2 separate regions of the Mus musculus genome follow, and region 2 is linked to region 1. The links are chromatin contacts, called in public promoter capture Hi-C maps. All regions are on one chromosome and are shown on one strand. The core of a region is the stretch at or near the end of the contact, and the rest is flanking DNA. Distances in the headings are between cores, read along the strand shown. Region 1 overlaps Slc44a2 (solute carrier family 44, member 2). Region 2 overlaps Dnm2 (dynamin 2).

Evidence for each region. Capture Hi-C pulls out chosen DNA fragments and counts their contacts.
Region 2: a promoter capture Hi-C map of adipose tissue shows a contact between it and region 1. The contact joins two enhancer-like sites. A contact is called at or near these places in 4 of 39 promoter capture datasets (the C10 cell line, cranial neural crest, hematopoietic stem and progenitor cells and 1 more), 2 of 484 Hi-C or Micro-C datasets (B cells and liver), 9 of 115 datasets of contacts at active chromatin or transcription factors (the SCID.adh cell line, bone marrow-derived macrophages, effector CD8 T cells and 4 more) and 3 of 9 other capture datasets (adipose tissue, liver and pancreatic islet).

The regions. Positions count from the first base shown.
Region 1 is chr9:21,327,400-21,331,566 of GRCm38.p6, reverse strand. All of the region lies in intron 1 of Slc44a2 (solute carrier family 44, member 2), which reads right to left. Among named protein-coding and RNA genes, the nearest start is that of Gm39302, 8.4 kb to the right of the region's middle. Within about 2 kb of position 1,411, at least 62 of the 459 cell types and tissues checked have an H3K27ac peak or open chromatin away from gene starts, as enhancers often do. A contact at or near this core is called in adipose tissue, bone marrow-derived macrophages and hematopoietic stem and progenitor cells, where this site is marked.
Region 2 is chr9:21,451,564-21,455,621 of GRCm38.p6, reverse strand. All of the region lies in intron 1 of Dnm2 (dynamin 2), which reads right to left. Among named protein-coding and RNA genes, the nearest start is that of Gm46104, 12 kb to the left of the region's middle. Within about 2 kb of position 2,426, at least 100 of the 459 cell types and tissues checked have an H3K27ac peak or open chromatin away from gene starts, as enhancers often do. A contact at or near this core is called in adipose tissue, bone marrow-derived macrophages and hematopoietic stem and progenitor cells, where this site is marked.

The sequences.
Region 1 (4,167 bases), core at 162-2,661:
ACAAAAGAAAACAGCGAGAGTCAGTGCCACCCCTGGACTGGTGAGGCCGCCAGAGGAGCAGAGTCTAGCGGGTTGTACTCAGCCTTATTCATGAAACACAAGGCACAAACATGCACACAAAATAAGTACATCCTTTTTTTTTTTTTAAAAAAGATTTATTTATTGATTATATGTAAGTACACTGTAGCTGTCTTCAGACACTCCAGAAAAGGGAGTCAGATCTCGTTACGGATGGTTGTGAGCCACCATGTGGTTGCTGGGATTTGAACTCTGGACTTTCGGAAGAGCAGTCAGGTGTTCTTATCCACTGAGCCATCTCACCAGTCCTTTTTTTTTTTTTTTTAAGATTTATTTATTGTTATATGTGAGTACACTGTAGCTGTCTTCAGATACACCAGAAGAGGGCATCAGATCTCATTTCGGGTGGTTGTGAGCCACCATGTGGTTGCTGGGAATTGAACTCAGGACCTCTGGAAGAGCAGTGCTCTTAACTGCTCAGCCATCTCACCAGCCCTAAATACATCTTTTTGGTTGCTGTTTTTTTTTTTTTCAAAGCAATCTGTCTACATTGTCCTGAAACTCACTATAGATCAGGTTGACCTCAGACTCATAGAGATCTGCCTGTCTCTGCCTCCTGAGTGCTGGGTTTAAAGGCCCAGCCCACCATGCCTGGCCCAATAAATCTTTTTCAAAATCTGAGCTACGTGAGACCTTGTCACAATAACACAACAAGATGGGGACTAGGGACTGGGGGACCAGAGACACGGTTCAGCCATTAAGAGCTCAGCCTGAGCTCCTGGAACTCCAGCCTCCAGCCTCTGCTGGGACCACGCTCACCTCACCTGAGCAGGCGAAGCTGTGTATGCTCTCTCTCTCTCTCTCTCTCCCTCTCTCTCTCTCTCTCTCTCTCACACACACACACACACACTTGCACACACAGAGACTTACACACACACACACACACACACATAAGGGGAGGGGGAGGAAAAATGAAAATAGAAAAGAAAAAGCTAAGTTAAGTGGGATCTTACTTGACAGGAAGTTAAACTGAAGCCACTTGGTTAATCCCCACAGCTGGTGGCCAACATAGCAATCATGTAGACTGATGATCAAGCCCTTCAGCGTCTAATCTGGCCGTTTCTCCGGTAGCTCCTGCGTGTGGGAGCTGGAATGTGTCTGTGCCGTCCCCAGCTACAATCCTCACTGGGAGATATTAAGACAAAGACTATCTGTACACAGTGGGGCCTTTGGGAGATGATTAGGAAAGGGACTTTTGCCTTGTGGCAGAGCCCTGGTGGCTTTATAATAGAGCTGGGTCTGTGACATGAGCCTGCCATCCTAGCTACTGAGGAGGCTGAGAACAGAATGTGACAAATTCAAATACAGAAAGGGTGCAAGGCCACCCTAATGACGTCATTCTCTTTCCACACAGTGGATGCCATGTGACCCCTGCCTAAAGCTCCTGGTGCCTCCCCTCCCCCTGACTGTACCTCCAAGTATGAGACAAACCATTCTCTTTAACCCCTGCTCCCCACAAGCGCATGACTTGCAGTAGAACCCTTGCTGAGAATCCACTATGGAGGAGCCGGGGGCGGGGCTCAGCAGTAGTGCACTTGCCTAGTATCCCTGTGATAGCTAACTTTACCTCAACTTGACACAACTAGGGTCACCTAAGAGGGAACCCCAGCCGGGCGGTGGTGGTGCACGCCTTTAGTCCCAACACTCGGGAGGCAGAGGCAGGCAGATTTCTGAGTTCGAGGCCAGCCTGGTCTACAGAGTGAGTTCCAGGACAGCCAGGGTTACACAGCGAGAAATCCTATCTCAAACAACCAAAAAACCAACCAACAAACAAAAAAAAACAAAAAAAAGGAAAGAAAGAAGGAAAGAAAGAAAGGAAGAAAGAAAGAGAGAGAGAGAGAGAGAGAGAGAGAGAAGCCGGGCGTGGTGGCCCACGCCTTTAATCCCAGCACTCCAGAGGCAGAGGCAGTCGGATTTCTGAGTTCGAGGCCAGCCTGGTCTACAAAGTGAGTTCCAGGACAGCCAGGGCTATACAGAGAAACCCTGTCTCAAAAAATAAAAAAATTAAAAAAAAAAAAAAAGGAGAGAGAGAGAGAGAGAGAGAGAGAGAGAGAGAGAGAGGTGGTGGGGAAGAACAGGGCAGCTGGACTGGGAAGTCAGTGGAGGAAGGTCCATCCAGCCAAGCTGGGCATGAGGACTCATCTACCCAAGCACGGGGGGGGGGGGGGGGGGGGGGGGGGCGGGGCAGATAAGAGAACCAACACAGGCAGTGTGCCACGATGCTTTTGCTGGGACATCAAGTGGCACCCTGCCCCCACAACTTTCAAACACTGGCTAAGTCAAGGGCTCCAGTGTCCAAGGCCTCACCCACACATTCCCCGTCTTCCCAGAAGTCTGGGCCTGGCCCAGAGAGATTGTCTGGCTCCTCAGACAAGTTCTTCTGACAAGAATTTGGGGGCAGTGCCCGTGCAGTGAAGGGATGGAGAGAAAAAGATGGAGTTGACCCTGGGAGCTGATGCCTGCAATCCCAGCACTGGAGTAACAAGTCAGGGAGATGGTAAAATTGAGACCAGTGAGACCAGTTGAGACTGCAGAGTGAATTCTAGATCAGCCTAAGTTTACCTCTAAAAATAAATAATTCATAAATTAGTTAAAAGCTGGGCATAGGGGCACACACCTTTAATCCCAGCACTTGGGAGGCAGAGGCAAGCAGATCTCTGAGTTTGAGGCCAGCCTAGTTACATATTGAGTACCAGGATACCCAGAGTTGAATAGAGAGACCCTGTCTCAGGATATGAATGAATGGAGCTAAAGAGATGGCTCAGCAGTTAAGAGTACTGACTGCTCTTCCAGAGGTCCTGAGTTCAATTCCCAGCAACCACATGGTGGCTCACAATCATCTGTAATGGGATGTGATGCCTTCTTCTGGGGTGTCTGAAGAGAGCTACAGTGTACTCACATACATTAAATAAATAAATAATAATAATTTTTTTAAAAAGAAAATGAATGAAAGAATGAATACATAAATAAAAGCTCACAGGTGTCATTGGTGGAGCGCTGGCTTCGCGTAAAACCTGAGAAACCTGGGCTCTTCCCTAGCAACCCATCAACTGAGCAGGGTGGAACATGCCTGTCACCCCAGCCTTCAGATGGTGAAGGGAGGCAGGTCAGGAGTTCAATTGAGTTTGAACCTGAGTGTGAGGACAGCCTGGGCTACTAGAGACCCTGTCATAAACACATGCAGACATTTCAATACAGATTTAAAAACAAAACAAAACCATACAACAGTCAAAAGTCAGAGAGGAAGAAACCACTTTTACCCTCACTTCCTCTCCGAGACAAGTTCTGAGTAGTTCCCCTTTCTCTCCAGGTGCTTCTGCAGGCCACAGACCCAGCACATCTGTAACCTACTGTCTTCTAACCTCCACGTGTTTGGTGCTGGGATGAACCAAAGAGACATTCACTGACTTTGAGTCTCACCCACACCCTAGTCTCATCGCCCACACTATTCTCTCCTGCCTAGTTCATAGGGTAACAGTACTGCATATTATTGCTCCTCAGCAAGGCGAGCCTCCTTCTTGGATAAGGCTACAAAGTAACCAATTTAAAGCTTGTTTAAATCAGGACTATTGGTTTTTATTTTACCTGAGTGTCTTGCCTGCATGTCTCTCTATGCACAATGGGGACACATGGTGCCAGCAGAGGTCAGAATAGAGAACCTTGGGACGGAAGTTAATGATGGTTTTGAGCCACCACCTGGGTTCTGGGAAAGGAAGAGTTGTCTGCAAGAACAGCCAGTGCTCTTAACCACTAAGCCCTCGCTCCCTCCAGTCCTGCTACAATGTATTCACTGGGCACAGCTGTTACAGAGGACCCCTTCTCATTGCCACACCCTGGCTCACAACCATCTGTAACTCCAGTTCCAGAGGACCCGACCTCTTCTTCTGACCTCTGCACCCACACAGTGCAGACATACATGCAGGCAAAACACCCATACATATAGAACTAAAATCATAAGTCTAAAAAGATAGAGATATGGAGGAGTCCAGGAGAAATTGGCTTTGTGAGCAAAACCCTTGGTCTGAAGCATGAGCACCCACATAAAAGCTGGGGTAAGATCTGTAACAGGCTTAGGCACAGACACGGTCT
Region 2 (4,058 bases), core at 1,177-3,676, 120 kb before region 1:
CCAAGTAAGGAGGATTTGTTTTGATCTTAAAGAAAACACCACTGAACTACAATAGAGCCCAAGGAGCGAGGCATGAGAGGGAGGAGACACCCTCTTCCTCAACAATGATGGCTGTTGTAAATCTGTAAACAGTTATGGTCAGTGAGTTCAAGGTCATACCTGGCTACAGAGAGTTATAGACCAGCCTGAGTTGAGACCCTGTCTCAAAAGTCCTAAACTAAATCAATTCACTAATTTAGTCAAATACTCTGTAGGCACTGTGGAGCAGTAGCACAGGTGTGACAAGCAGGAAGTAGAGCACTGTGTGGATTTAACAGCACAGCAGGGAGATCCCAGGTAGCTCAGCTGCCTCTTCTCAGAGAACTGAGTGAGGTGCAGAGACTGGGCCCTGCCCAAGGCTGCGGTGCACCAGCAATGGCAGCAACTCAGACTGAATCACAAGAGGTCCATCTGAAGACCCTGATCAGCAGGTCCCAGAATCTCAGCTTCTAGTCTACAATGCAGCCTCTCAGAGGGTGAATCTGTCCCTGAACACCCCCCCCCCCTCTCCAGGACCAGTAACACATAACACAGCAGTGCAGTGACTTTACATTTGGTCAATCTGAGATGTCAGGCAGCCTGAGGACAATGGTGACGCCTCAGACATCACCAGCCTCTGTCCCAGACAAGGGATATAGAGAGTTTCAATGGTGACGGCTGTGATGCCCAGAACAAGCTCCAGTTCTCACAAGGAAAGACTGGGGCCTTGGTGGTCAATCGGGAAGACAACAGAGAAGGCAGAAGCCAAGTAAGAGACAGCAGTCATGTCACTGGGCAGACTGGGAGCCGGCAGCCAGAGCTGACGTCATGCAGTTTCCCTGAACCCTGGGACTAAGCAAAGTGAAATGGCTAAGGGGGTAAAGGCATCTGCTGCCAAGTTTGAAGACTTAAGTTTCACAAAGAAGAAGGACAGAGCTCTGGAAAGTTGTCCTTTAGACTCCACTGCTTCCATGCCAAGACTATCCCTCTACACACACACACACACACACACACACACACACACACACACACACTAGACATCTAGATAAGATAGGTAAAATAAAAATCTAACATTTTCTTTCTCCTGTTTTAAAAAAATGGGTGTCTGATACAGGTGGGGGGTGGCAGTGCACACCTTTAATCCCAGCAACTGGGAGGCAGAGGCAGGCAGATCTCTTTAAATTCAAGGCCAGCTTAGTCTAAAAAAAAAGTGTGTGTGCGTGTTTTTCATAGAAAAGAAAGGAAAAGAAAAGGAAAGGAAATGAGAGAGAAAAGAGAAGAGAAGAGGCTAGAGAGATGGCTCAGCCGTTAAGAACACTGGCTGCTCTTCCAGAGGTCCTGAGTCTGAGTTCAATTCCCAGCAACCACATGGTGGCTCACAACCATATATAATGGGGTCTGATTCTCTCTTCTGGCATCCTACAGATATAGCACTCATACACATAAATAAAAAGAAATCTATTTTTAAAAGGGTGGGGTGTGTGTGTGTGTGTGTGTGTGTGTGTGTGTGTGTAGTTGGAGCAATGGCTCAGCAGTTAAGAGCACTAGTTGCTCTTCCAGAGGACCCAGGTTCAATTCCCAGCACCCAACATGGTGACTAACAGCCATCTCTAACTTAGGGAATCCATCACCTTCTGATCTCAAGCACCAGGCATGATACATAAACACACACACACACACACACACACAGGCAAAACACTTTCATACATAAAATAAAAAATTCTTTTTTTAAGGATGTGTTTATTTTTTTATTTATATGAGTACAATGCAGCTGTCTTCAGACACACACTAGAAGAGTGCATCGAATCCCAGTGCAGATGGTTGCATGTCACCATGTGGTTGTTGGGAATTGAACTCAGGACCTCTGGAAGAGCAGTCAGTGCTCTTAACTGCTGAGCCATCTCTCCAGCCCTTCTTCTTCTTCTTTTTTTTTAAAGAGTATTTCCTGGGCAGTGCAGCAGAGCACACACTATGGCTTCCCAGACAGCTCTCCTACAAATGCCAACTGTCCTTAGCTGGCAGCAGCAATAGCCTCCAGCTATCTAGTTCTTCCTTCCCCAGGCCACCTGCCTCCACAGGCCTGAGTACTTTTCTTAGCTGTTGCTATGACCTTTCCTGTGTGTCCTGGCTGCCCTAACGTTCTAGTCCCACTTAGCCAGTTCTGTGCTATGCGACGTGGGTCTGCTTCCTTCTCTCTCAGGTCTGGGTTTCCTGGTTAGTAAAACTCTGCCAACTGTGAGGGATGGCAACAAATTTGTGGGGGATGTCGAGAACTCTGGCTCAAAGACATCCACACCTCGATACGTAAACGTAAGATCATTTCTCTAGGCCTGGTACAGGGACAGCACATGGTAGGTGGTCAGTTAAGTGTAAAGTGTTGCATCATTTCTCATTCCGAAAAGGAGCTGCCTCCTTCTGTTTCCTTCCCTTTTTTCTTTGGCAGAGTGACTCATGCAGCCCAGGCTGGCCTCAAACCCTATGGAGCAGAGGATGGTTTGTAACTCCTAACCTTCCCGGTCTCTACTTCCCAAGTGCCAGGATTACACATGTGCATCACCATGTTTATGTAGTGCTGATGGACTTGAGGCTTTACACGAATGCTAGGCCAGTATGTTAATAAGTCACACACACAAATACCCCTTCCCCAACACAGATATTCAGAAAGCTTTTCTACAAAGGTCTTGTGTCCACTCAGAGCTGGACCAATACAGTCCGGGTCTCCAGACTATCTAGGTTCACTAGTGGCTCTCGCCACAAACCATTGACCTTTGCAGGGGTTTCTGCCAAGCCACCCTTCCCTAGGGGACTGCCCACCTAGTAATAGTCAGAGGCTGTATTGAGAGCCTATCCTTCCTTCCTTCCCACTCCTGCTAGTTCAGCCTCAGACAGATGGTAGTTGGTTCTGTAACAGATCAGAGCTCCTGCATTTGGTCAAGTCACCAGCAGCTTGAACAGTGCCTTATAAATCAGTGTCGGCTGCTAGGATTCAATGTTATTGAAGAGACAGAAGGCATCTGAGCCACTGCCCAGAGAGGGCTCTTTATCAGGCCCTCTCTGGGCAGTGGCTCAGTTATGGCATAGGAGGACATCCCCGTTCACAGGACTAGTGACAGGGACCATTGTAAACAGCTTTTCCTCCTCAGAGCCTCTAGGGCTCTAAGCCTTAGGCCCCTTGGAGGATGAAAAGGGCTCCTGGGAGGGGACAAAAAAGAGGTAGCACAACGGCTGATCCAAAACCCAGGTCTGTTTATTTTTTTCTGTACAGAGAGAGTGGAGAAGGTAGAGACAGCTATGTGAACCAACAGCTGGAGGTGGGTCTCCAGGCCTCCAGGGAGGGAAGCCAAACAGAAGCAAGGAAGGATGAGTCAGCCATTGCTTGAGAAACCTGGCAGGATGTAGGTAAAGGTCCTGCGTGGAGACCCTTCCCCGTCTCCGTAATTCCGGAGACCTCGGAGCCTGAAGCCATGAGATTAGAGGTCATGCCGCATAAGCTCCACCTGCTATCTCTGGCAAACTGACCAGGGCCTCTGGTGAAGGTGGGTGTGTCTCTTCTCAAGTGACAGGGTGAAGCCTTCCTGTTGCCTGCTAAACTCTGCACGCACAGCCTGCTCCTATCAACGCCATCCCTGCCTGCCCACACAGGCTCAGTCTTCCCCCATTACAGGCCAAATCTGACTGTAAGCCCCTTAAGCCTCTTCCTCCCTACCTGTCTGTCCCTACACCATGCTTCTATCCCAGCAGCGGCCACATCATGGCAGGACCAAGCCTGCTCTCCCCAATCTCCCCTTCTACTGACCCAGAATTGGGAACAAAACAGGTGGGATGAAGGACTGACTCTGCCATTTCACAGACAAGGACACTGAAGCTCAGGTGGTGGTAGTGGCAACCCGGCACCTGCCTGGCCATGTGAGTTCAGTTCTGGCGCTGCTTACCACGTACCACCCAGCTTCTGCCCAGCAGTCCCTCCCTAGCCAGGAATCCGGCAGGACCCAAATCAGTCCCACCCTTGGCACTCAGGCCTAGTGCCACCTGCTCACAGT